3 separate regions of the Zea mays genome follow, and all the other regions are linked to region 3. The links are chromatin contacts, called in public Hi-C maps. All regions are on one chromosome and are shown on one strand. Each heading gives the region's core, a stretch centred on a gene start, on an enhancer-like site or on the middle of the called end of the contact. The rest is flanking DNA. Distances are from core to core; before and after follow the strand shown.

The links. A called contact is a pair of places that touch in the nucleus more often than the background predicts.
Region 1: a contact with region 3 is called in a Hi-C map of tassel, with 2.4 times the contacts expected there. The contact joins the promoter of LOC100194211 here to the promoter of LOC100278950 in region 3. A contact is called at or near these places in 2 of 25 Hi-C or Micro-C datasets (leaf and tassel).
Region 2: a contact with region 3 is called in a Hi-C map of endosperm, with 3 times the contacts expected there. The contact joins the promoter of LOC100281290 here to the promoter of LOC100278950 in region 3. A contact is called at or near these places in 6 of 25 Hi-C or Micro-C datasets (bundle sheath, ear, endosperm and 3 more).

The regions. Positions count from the first base shown.
Region 1 is chr1:77,323,604-77,327,226 of Zm-B73-REFERENCE-NAM-5.0, forward strand. LOC100194211 (Sigma factor sigB regulation protein rsbQ) reads right to left here and starts at 1,864. Exons shown (of 2, transcript NM_001139253.2): 1 at 1,235-1,864. The coding sequence starts at 1,605.
Region 2 is chr1:77,973,979-77,977,906 of Zm-B73-REFERENCE-NAM-5.0, forward strand. It overlaps LOC100281290 (interferon-related developmental regulator 2), which reads right to left and starts at 2,450. Exons shown (of 13, transcript NM_001154208.1): 1 at 2,120-2,450; 2 at 1,855-2,041; 3 at 332-412; 4 at 1-78. The coding sequence starts at 2,129.
Region 3 is chr1:77,615,105-77,619,089 of Zm-B73-REFERENCE-NAM-5.0, forward strand. It overlaps LOC100278950 (transcription initiation factor TFIID subunit 4b), which reads right to left and starts at 2,710. Exons shown (of 15, transcript XM_008659106.3): 1 at 2,488-2,710; 2 at 2,237-2,381; 3 at 74-564. The coding sequence starts at 2,523.

The sequences.
Region 1 (3,623 bases), core at 614-3,113, 290 kb before region 3:
AGGACGATGGCGCCCAAGCGCTAGGGTCACCACTTGTACTACCTCTGTAACCCTAGTTCCAATAGTTATATAATGATACAAAAAAATTAATGCATTGTTTGTAATACCAAACAACACTAAAATGGTTGGGAAAATTGAATACGAAAATATCATTAGAGATTTTATTTTGAAGAACACTAGAAGAATAATGCTTTCTAAATGAAGATTATGTAACCGATACAATATTTATTCGCCATTATATTATATGTACATGTATACATACTATTACTTAATACTTTTTGCTGCGTTTTGGGCAGGCCACCCAAAATACCCGGAGTCCGGGATGGCCCTGACTGAATTATGGTAACTACCAATTGCCCACTTGTTTAAAATGATCGATCTACAACTAGGACTAGGATTTCAGTTCTGTAAATTTTAGTGACAAGACCAATCGTATGCTAGAGAAAAAAGTAACCTTGCATATATTGTCTACTGCACCTTATCCTTAGTTATTATGACAGCCCTATTTCCTTCTCAACACAACTGTTGAATTTCAGATCCAACAGTAGAACACTCAAATCTGCAACCACATTTAAATTACAGATCATGTTAACAGCTCTGAGTACTTGTAGATGATTGATCACCATCATCCACAAATGTATCACCATCAGGGCGGCCCATGCCGCACCACCTGATTTGGAAAGATTAATCCAATATGCGTTCCTCATGTTCTAAATAGTGCGATGATAAGTGACAGAGCACAGTCACAGCTATCAAAAGTTTTCGAGTATCGATAAGAGTGGATCCTTCCAGAAAAGATGCCCACACGCTACTCTAGGAGGTCCTACTCTAGTCGCAGACACAGAGTGGACCACGAGCCATACATGTTGACAGCCATATACAGTACAGGATTTCTGTTCCACGTCCTTCACAGGGCTCTAATTCCCCGAAACCGAAAAGTTGCCGTCATGGGGACGGGGCTAGGGGGGGCCGTGCTGGTACCTTAGTTCCTAGAGTCTAGAGAGCGTAATATAGCTCAACTCACCAAAATTAAAGCACAACAACAGGGAAATCAGGAGCTGCCACAGTGGATTCGTTCCCCTGTTCCCGATCGTGATAGTATGGATTGTGAGCAGAGCAGGAAGCATAACAATACAGGTAAGAAAAAACAAAGGGGAATTTAGCACGAGCGAGCGAGCGAGCAAGGAAGCAAGCGGGGGGGACTAAATTGAACGAACGAATTGGATAAAGTTACCTTGGGGACGCGGAGAGGAGCACGAGCTTGGTGAAGAGGTCAGGCCTGGAGATGGAGGCGAGCGCGCCGATGACCGCGGAGACGGAGTGGCCGACGTAGATGCAGGAGCGGACGCCGAGCTCCTGGAGGATGGCGAGGAGGTCGAGCGCGTAGCCCTCGAGCGTGGCGTAGCGGGAGAAGTCGAAGTAGTCCGGGTTGGTGGGGCCGGCGCCCATGGTGTCGAAGAGCACGACGCGGTAGTCGGCGACGAGGTGCGGCACCAGGTGCTTCCACACGGACTGGTCGGTGCCGAAGCCGTGCGCCAGCACGATGACCCCGCGCTTCCCCTCGCCCACCACTCGCAGGTTGTGCGCCTCCTCCACGATCCCCATGCCGCGGGGTTGGTTCCTCGTGGGGACGCGCTGGGCGGGAAGGGGAGAGGAGGAAAGACCGGGAGAGGAGGAAAGACGGGGAGCAGAGCAGAGCAGAGCACAGCACAGCCGCGGAAGGGCAGTGAGAAACGGGATTAGTGGCGGGCGTTTTAAGGCGGGGGCGTGGACGGGGAATCTGCCGGTCGGGGAGGGGAACGAACGCGCGCGGACCGGACGGACGCCCCTGCCCGCTGCTGCTGCCTGGGCTTCGGCGACAGGGGTGCTCGCTGACGGACTGGGTCGCTCGGCGGGGCGGTTTGGTGGGGGCGACCGCACCGGACCGGACTGTTGTTGCCACTTGGTAGGTTTCCTCTGCTCGGCCTCGGCGGGCCTTCCCCTGGGGGCCCCACTATTTTAGTTAACGGAATACTAGATGTAGATGGATATCGTATCGCCTATACACCCTGGAGTTGCCATTGCCAGTTTGCCATTACATCCTCTAAAATATCTGCAAATTGCAAATGCGTGCTCGTACGTCGGAGCGTACTGGTTCATTTGAGAGAACCGAGTCAACTGACTTCGCGGATTTCAAACTGAAAACTATGGAAGAAAAAAGGTTAAAACACAAGAAAATAAAGTCCAAAAATCATCAAATTATGCAGATAGCTTGCCTGCCTCATGTAGGTATTACCGAGAGATCCTGTGTGCAAAGGTTTAAGATTTTTGTATGCATCTCATTCCCTAGATCGAGCACGACGATCAACAAAAACCGACCAATCTTAAAGAAAAATACTAAAATGTGGACTTCAGAAAAAGAAAAAAAATAGAGTTTTTAAAGGACCAATTATGCGGGATCGTTCGCTTGGAATTAAAGCCAGTTATTTAAATGTAATTCATAGAGATCAAAACACTATAAAAACAGTAGAAGTCAATAGAGATTAAAGTCAAACGAACATGTTGATGCTTTAGTCTAGCTCTGCTCATCATGTACCCCTATCAGTAGGCGTCTTGGTATCTAGGTTAAAATACCTAATAAAAAATATAGAGAGAGTACATGCCTAACAAACCTCTACATGTTTTTTAGCCATCTTTTAATTCGTCCTCCGGTATTTTAGCCGTTTGATCGAAGTCTCCGTATTCAGTTTTCATCACTAACTACTTCATCCTCACGGTCACCACTCACCACACCGATCACCTTGGTATATACTCAGGACCTGCATATTCATGATTTTTTAAGAGATATATTGCACAACACACACCAACTCAACACCTTATTTAGTCTAAATTCTGTTAGAACCAGCTCCACCAAAGCTTGGCCATCTCACTAGGAAAATCGATCCTCATCCGTGACAACTTATTTAGCTGCATTTATACCCATCATAATTTACATGTGCTAGAGTGAATTGAAGAGAATATGAGTCAATTTTCCATTCCAAAACATATGAATTGAGATGGATTCATATACCATATGTTTGGTTGCCCGCTCGAGCACAACCAGGCTCTGCACACTGTGTTTGGTTGCCTATACGAGACAGACCAGATCTACATATGTTGGTGCAATTCAAGCCAAATCGAGCAGCTTTGGCTGCATCCACGGACGAGCTAGGCTACAACAAGTCAAATGCTGGACATGTAGGGATCCGATCGCGTGGATATGAGTGCAACCAAATAAAGCCTAACATGAACGCATATCCCCACAATACCATCTAGCTCTCTCATGTAATGTGTGCAACATAAGTAGAGATGGTAATGGGCTCCGATCTCTGAATCCCCGTGAGGAATTCTTCCATTAGAAGATGGGGATGAGAAGATTTCTTCTTCGATGGAGATGTAAATAGGAAAAAAATCACCCTCGATAGGTAAACGGGTCGGAGACAAGGAAGCGTTCCTCGTCCTCGTTTCTCGTGGGAACCTAATAAAATTGTACGTGACGATGTTTTCATGTAATAGTTAATAATAAAAATAAATAATTACCATGTCAAAGATCATTTATTGTACAAATGTGTTCATTTTGATGTACACATAATGGTTTCTTACAT
Region 2 (3,928 bases), core at 1,200-3,699, 360 kb after region 3:
CAGCGACAAGCCAGACACACCTCTTTTACAGATCCCCTTTTAATTGAATTGATGAACTGGCTCAATAGTGTGACATATCTTTAAAGAGGAAAAGAATACATCAGTTAAAGTTAACTTAAATAAGGATCCCCTTTCCCAAGCAAACTATGATTTTGTCCACTCATGCATATATGTAAGCCCACTATTTTTTTAAAAAAAAAAACAGAGATAACTGCATTGATGAGGTTACAACTTACACACCCACGGGTGTGCACGACATAATATATCCATCTTTTGACTGGTCTAGTTATATACAATTTTAAGACACCATTAAAGAATCATAATAACTTACTTGTTTTCCACTAAACCAAGAAGCACAAAACTTTCAAAAGCATCGGTAAGAGAGCCCAATGCTTCCTCTCTTGTGGATCCCCTGCATCAGCCATGTATGTTACAGTAACAAAGTGTTTAGTAATGTTATTTGGTCATTCAAATCACCAATTGGTAAATTCTGATCAACATCAGGCGGATATTACAAAAAGAAAGCCCACAAGCAACACTTTGTGATGATAGTGAAAGGAGTACATTTTATTATTCTCAAGAAAAAGTGCCTTGTTAAGTGATAAAGTGAATGTAGGTTGTTGAGAATGAAAGAAAAAACATCAGAGAGATGAGAACAAACGAAACCTTCAGTATACTATAAGCATCAAATAGAACTACTGAAAGTCCATTCCTTCCGACTTTTGATGCATTTACTCTAGGGAACATTGATGTCATGGTCAATGGATATTAGTTCATCAATCTTAAACAAATATGGCAAGGACTCGATCAAGTCCAACATCTGTGAGCATTTAAACAAAATGTAGAGATATGCATATCAAGTGTGTTTGAAACATGAATGACAAAGAATAGCAGTATGCCTTAATATGCTTTGGTTCTGTACTATCAACTTTCAAGGATATATCAAGATAAACAGCAGATTGCAGCCAACAAGTTGAGTAAATGTGACAACTATTTGACAGATGGAGTAAATGAGACATGAAGCCGTTCCATTTGCTACAAAGAAAAATATAGTTGGCTATTACAAGGGAAAGGATATGTAGCATGTTTACCTGTTAAAACTTTAAATATTCTAAACATAACATATAACTAAATAGAAGAGAACATATATGCATTTCCACCATTTGTCAACCAGCATAAGGGATCAGATTTAAAGGCAAGTAAAGATGCAACTTCCGCTATTCTTGAACCAGCATCGAAGATCAACTTTAGTGAACAAGAAAATACATTAACTTAAAATTTACACCAAATGTGAGATACTCCTAGATGTCTCATAAGTCATATGTGGTCACTTATCCTGACAATTCATAACACCTATAAAAAAACAAAAGCCAGTTCTGTAATTGTGAAAGCATAAAGGTAAGGTACAGATAGTTGCATGAGGCCTATTCCAGCATGTAGAAATGTAATACTCAAATGACTCCAAACCTTGCCACACTACCGAATTTCGCGCAAGACAAGAGAAAACTTGGCACGAGAACAAAGGGAGTAAAGGATGTTTTCTACCCCCTAACACACATTGCTAGGATCGTCGACTGAAAAACTAGGCAATGTGTGGAGTTAGTGCCAGGAGAAAATGTACTGTAGCGGCTATCAGTTGTGTTGTCAATATATATGAAGCGGTCACTTCCGAAGTAAGTTGTTGTGCATTGTTTGACGTTTCAGCAACAACATGAATAAGTTGCTAACCAAGCAAGCATGAACATTAACAGTCTGCACATCCAAACAATCAACTACTGGCACAAACCTGACTAACAGACAGCCATAGCAACCAGCAAGGTGCTAGACTACGAATAGGACCACCCAGGCACCCACCTCTTCTCATAGAGAGCGTCGACGTACTTGTCAAGAACGAATTCCTGCGAGCTAATATGCTCTGTGGCCTGCGCGAACTGAAGGTCAGACAGCCCACTGGACATGGAGGTCACGCTATCGGCATCGCCACCACCGTCAAGCTTGTCATCGGCACCACCACCACCTCGACCGCCCTTGTTCCTCTTACCTAAGACAAATGACACCAAAATCAGCAACCAAACAGTAAACAATCAACCAATCAGGAATTGGACGGGGCGATGCGCACTCTTGCCCATGGAGACGTCTGGGCGGTCCAGGAAGCGAAGAGGCCAAGAACCAGCCGGTGATCAGGCGCAGGCGTAGCGGCGCGCGGTCAGCGGTGGATCCGACAGAGGGAGGCGTCGTCGGAGGGGGCGGCGAGGAGGAACCGGGAGGAAGAGCTGGAGCTGGAGTTGGAGGTGGAGAAACGGAGGCGCGCGCCGTCGTTGAGGTCGGATTGGCCGTGGAGACGCCGAGCCATGTGAGATTGGGCGACGGTGAGGGGCGGATGAACGGAGCAAGGAAGAGGAGACTTTTCTGGCTTGTTTTTCTTCCCCCCTTGTTTTCCTTGTGATTTGTCAACGAGAAGCAGCAGAGTCGTCCGTCCCGCCACAGGAACAGAGACCTGCCAACCAGCGGTCCAGCCGCGTGCAAATCGTGGTTCACGCCGCTCGCCCTCGCTGGAACGGGCTTGCTGCCATCTCATTCAATTTGCTTGCAAGTCCAAATTTCAACCGTAACTTACGATTACAAACATAATATTTTCTCTGTCCTAAAATATTAGTCGTTTTAATTCTTAATTTTTAGATATATTTATATAGATATAGATGAAGATGAATATATAAAATACATACATCAAATATTGTATAAACTTATTAATTAACTAAAACAAATTTTAATATCTATCAATCTATCTATTACAAACATAATATCTATCTATCTATCTATCAAAATAATTGTTTACTCCCTTTGTGTTGTTGTTCTCTAGCAAACAAATCTAGTATCCTAGAAACCATAAGTATATGTAGCGGGTGGATCTAGGATATTCAAGTACCTTTAAAACTTAAACAATCACAGGACGAGTACTCAATTGTATTTCAGAAGACTTACCCAAGGATAATACATTTGGTTAGTAGCAAGGAATGCATTTGTTTTGTACAAAGACATTTTATACAAAGATGTAAATATGAACCTTACATTGATCATTGACAAGCATATCACTTGGATCTCGATCTTCCACGAGTATTTGTTCAAACTTTAGTATGTATATAGAAGCACAAATCTTATAACATCGACAAAATAAACTTTATAGAGGGCTACACAATAACCCCACAAAAGACAATAGATGTCGTCCATATAACCTGTCAATACATAAGAGATACACCTCGATGTCTCAACCTTTTCGAAGTTCGGCAAGACCACCACACCTTATCTTTTGAAGAAGAAGAAAAACGACAAGGTGGCGGCCATCAAGATAATTAAATAAGCAAGCGAACACAAAAGGGATCAAATGATTTTGGATACAAAAGACGATTATTTCAACCATGAAGAGCACCAAGAAAGCTTGGATCCCAAAGGGGAAATGATAACACCGATGGACTTTAGAGAATTTAGAAACTTGGTAATGTTGGGAAGCATGTCATAGGATGAATCATTTGGATCACGTCATTGCCAAGAAGGTTAGTGAAAACTATGAACCCAAATTCCCATACCCATGTTAGGTAACTAGATTTAAATTCTCACAATCACAAGTGGTATCTAGTTCTTTTTTATGTCTAGTTCTACATATGTACATTTAAATTATTGTCATGCATACATTAGGTAAATCATATGATTTGATTGCTCAGTTTCACTCGTACCCTTGGACCAAACCTACATGGATTAAAATTGTTTAGGAGCATCGAACATAGCTCACCTTTAATCAGTATAAAATTAGTTTGCATTTGATTTATCTTATATGTGATAAGTCCAAATTGTAGACATCTTTCCCTAATATCACAGACAAATAATGTTCATATTCATGTGACATTATCATTCAAGTGATATTTTGACCATT
Region 3 (3,985 bases), core at 1,460-3,959:
ACAGATTGACCAAAAGTTTCCAGTAAAAATCACATTGACCAAATATAAAATTAAGAAAAAACAATATACAAACCCGCAACTTGGCGAAAATGGACTGCACTTCTATGTCCCTGGCTTTGTCTAGGTAGCGACTCAAAATTGGAATTAACATGTGAAATGTAACAACTGGAGCTTTTGCTGTTGTAGTTGCACTATTTGTTTGGTTTGTGACTGGTGTTTGTTGATTCTTCATTTGCTGCATCGACTGCTGCTGACTGACAATTGGTGTTTGTTCACTCTTCATTTGCTGCATAGGCTGATGCTGAGCAACAATACCTTGTTGAGATGTACTTCCAGGTTCTTGTTTTGCCTTCAGTAAATCACATTCTTTTGGTGTATTAGTGGGAAGGGGGCAGTTATTAGAACCTTGAGAAACCATTTCAGGTCTTGACGGGTGATCATTTCTAAATGCATGTGTCTGTTCCTGTTGCTGACTCTCCTGGTTTACAATTTCATTCTTTACAGGATCTTGCCACTGACCAGGATCATGGTTTAATAGTGACTTGTGTTCCTGAGGTAAAAGTCCTGCAATTGGAGATTAAATTATGCAGTGTGTATCAGGAACCATGTAAGTACAGAGTGTTAGACTAAATTGGTAAAAACAATCACAGCATAGGTCAACAATCCAAGGGGGGCATTTAAGATGATAGTATATGGGAAAAGAGTAAACTGCATTGTGGGTGCTGAAAATTGTGCATGTCTATGACTCATGGGACTATAAATTCTGTGCAAGCCAGATACTAATCTAGATTTTTGGAACATCCTGGATTTCTGGTGTCAAGTCATTATTACTAGTACAGCACTACACCAGAGAGAGTAATTATCAAATCAGAAGGATCCCATATTGACAATACAATTGAAGTCATCGGAAGATCCAACTATGTCACAACTCACAAGCAAGAACTTTATAATGCCCCTTAAATTGGAAATATACCTAAAAGTTATGTTGAAACTTGGAAGAAGCCAGCTTTTGAAAATATACATATATATCAATATGCTTCCTTCACATGATAGTAATGCTTCCATGTGAAGTAATGTTTATACTTATCAAACGAGTATAGGTAGAAAAACTGAGGACAGTGAAATACTGAAATAACAAAAAAAAAGCATCACATGCAAGCAAAGACATGGATACAAAAAAAATATACTTCTGCTTACTTGCTGAAAATGTTCCTAATGCAGTCTTTGATTGAAAACTTCATTGCACTCATAACACCAATGCCAAAAAAACTCTGGTTCAGATCATCCAAACAAAAGGGAAACATAAATACTATACTCCTAAAGAGAATACCATAAAATAACACCCTAATTATGTTTGCGAGTTCTATTTTTGTTGCAAAGTCCATCATAACAAGAATGGAAGTGTAAATTCGATTCTCTGTTCCAATCTCCATAGTCCAAGGGCAACCACAAACACTCGTATAAAAACCACTCTACAATTATTTTTGAACCGGAAACCCTAACATGTCTTCAAGTTCAAACGAGTTTTTTGGCTGACTTCATACCTCCATGACCAACAGTACAAACACCATCCACTCTGATTAATTTTAAAATAAGACCAACATATTGGTGATAATTACTGAACTAAGTCAGAAACCCATAGCTATTTCTAATAAATCCTAGGCTAACTTCAGAAACCCATATGATTCCAGCTCCATAGACCATTATTTGACCCCAAAGTCTTGAACACTTATTTTAATTTTAATGTAATGAAGAAGCATTAAGCACAATTTATTTTCTTACGACAGAATGTCCAAGTTCCATTACTTCAGCATTGTTTTCCCTACTGTTTTTATTTGTACTGCAAGAATGCATAAATGTCAGACCCTATTCAAATCAAACTCAAAGAAACTTGCTTCCTATTTGTGATGTCAGTGTCACAGGCTCCATCAGAGAGTTGAGCCAACCCATTTTTGAACGAGAGATTCATCGAGGTGCATTTGTTCAGATTGTATATGCATTGCACACACTAAACAGAAAAATGGAGGTCCAGCATTTCCAACTCTGGAGCTGCATTCTGTTACCATGGACAAAAGAAACGTCGGTCGAAGTTATTTTTCCCCAACCCAAGAGCCGCATTATCCAAAACCACCCGTGTCATTTCTCGATTCCTATAGCCCCCAATTATCGCCAAAAGCAGTGCACAACGCGAATTCGAAGAGAGAACAGAAAGGGGCAACGGGGTCTGGGGGCTCACCAGCACCGTGATCCGTGGGCTGGGACGAGGAGCCGGCGGGAACGCTGGTGCTGGTGCTGGCGCTGGCGCTCGCGCTGGCCTCCACCTCGCGGTTCAGCGCCGCCGTGAAGGCCTCGACGTCGGCACCCGAGTGCAGACTCTCATCCTGCGCAATTCGGAACAAGAAGGACACCGTTCCGATCAAATCCCCCCCCGCCTTCACCCCACAAGAATCCGAAAATGGCAAGAGAGGCCCAGGTCAGGCGGGGCACCTCGTCGTCCTCGAGTAGCTTCATGATGGGATCCATGGCGCGGGAAGCTCGGGCGGCTGGTGGCGCGAGGTCCCCTCTCCGAGAAAGCTCACCTCGCCTCTCCGCCGGGGCTTCGACGAACGGGAGGAAACGAAATGAAATGAAACGAAACAAAACGAAATCCCTTGTGCGGGCAGGAAGGAAGGGAGCCGGAGGAAGAAGGCCGGCTACTTTTTCCCATGGCGCCTCCGTGTCTTACTGGGCTGTCAGTGGGCCTTCTTGGATCTGTACAAATGGCCCGTCTAATATCTCGATAGGGTTACATGTTTCAGTTTTCTTATAATTCTTTCTTACAAATCTCTTTTGGATAAACATGAACTGGGTACTTTCCCCTGATCGGCATCCTAGTATCCATGCACATACATCCGGACTTAAAATAAATGATTTGTAAACTATTTTGTTAATGGCATCATCATTTTGGTAAGGCAACGAGGTTAAAGAGCCAAGAATGATCCTATTTTAGAGCTTAATGCCAAAGTGGAGAAATTAAGGCCAACGCAAAAGTAAAATGGATCAGTCAACCACTTGTGAATTTTCAAAATAGAGGAATATTAGAATTTAGTTTTTGTCAAAATACTCTTATTACAAAATTTGGTCTCTTATGGGGGAGAATTTTGATTATAGGAAAAAGGTGGAGTTTTTGACACTTGATCAATTTTACTCTTAGAATATCTCTCGATTTGCCCAAACAAGTGTGTTTGACTTAGAGATAGGAAAAAGAATTTGATTTGCAAAAACAAACCAAGTGGTGGCAAAGAGTGATCCAAATATGCCAAATCTTAAGTAAAAAGGGAATTGGTCTTCATTTGCATTGATGTTGCACTTCTTTTGTTGCTTTTTGATGTGTTGGCATAAATCACCAAAAAGGGGGAGACTGAAAGGGAAATATGCCCTTGGGCCATTTCTATAAGTATTTTGGTGATTAGATGTCCAACACATATTGAGTGAGTTCTTATGTGCCAAATGAGTGAGAAGTGTGAAATCAAGAACAAAGTATGTTTCTAGACTTAGTGAATTGTTTTTGTATACTAACATGGTTATCTAAGTGCTAGAAACAGTGCCAAGAAAAGAATAATTGAATTGGAGAAGAATTGGCAAAGTACAGCCAACACCAGCTCGGGCCTGGCACACCGGACTGTCCGATGGTGCACCGGACAGTGTCCGGTGCCCCAGGTTGGTCAAACGTGAATTGGATGCTCTCGGGAAAAGAGAAAGGTGACGTGGCTATAATTCACCGGACTGTCCGGTGATGCACCGGACTGTCCGGTGAGTCAACGGCGCCAGCGGCCAACGGTCGTCCGTGCAATCAACGCGCGACACGTGGTCCGCGCCAACGGTCGGTTGGGCACACCGGACAGTGTCCGGTGCACCAACGGCCCCGGAGGACCAACGGTCGGCCGCGCCCGGTATGGAAGGAAATCGAGCACCGGACTGCTACAGTGGCTGTCCGGTGGTGCAC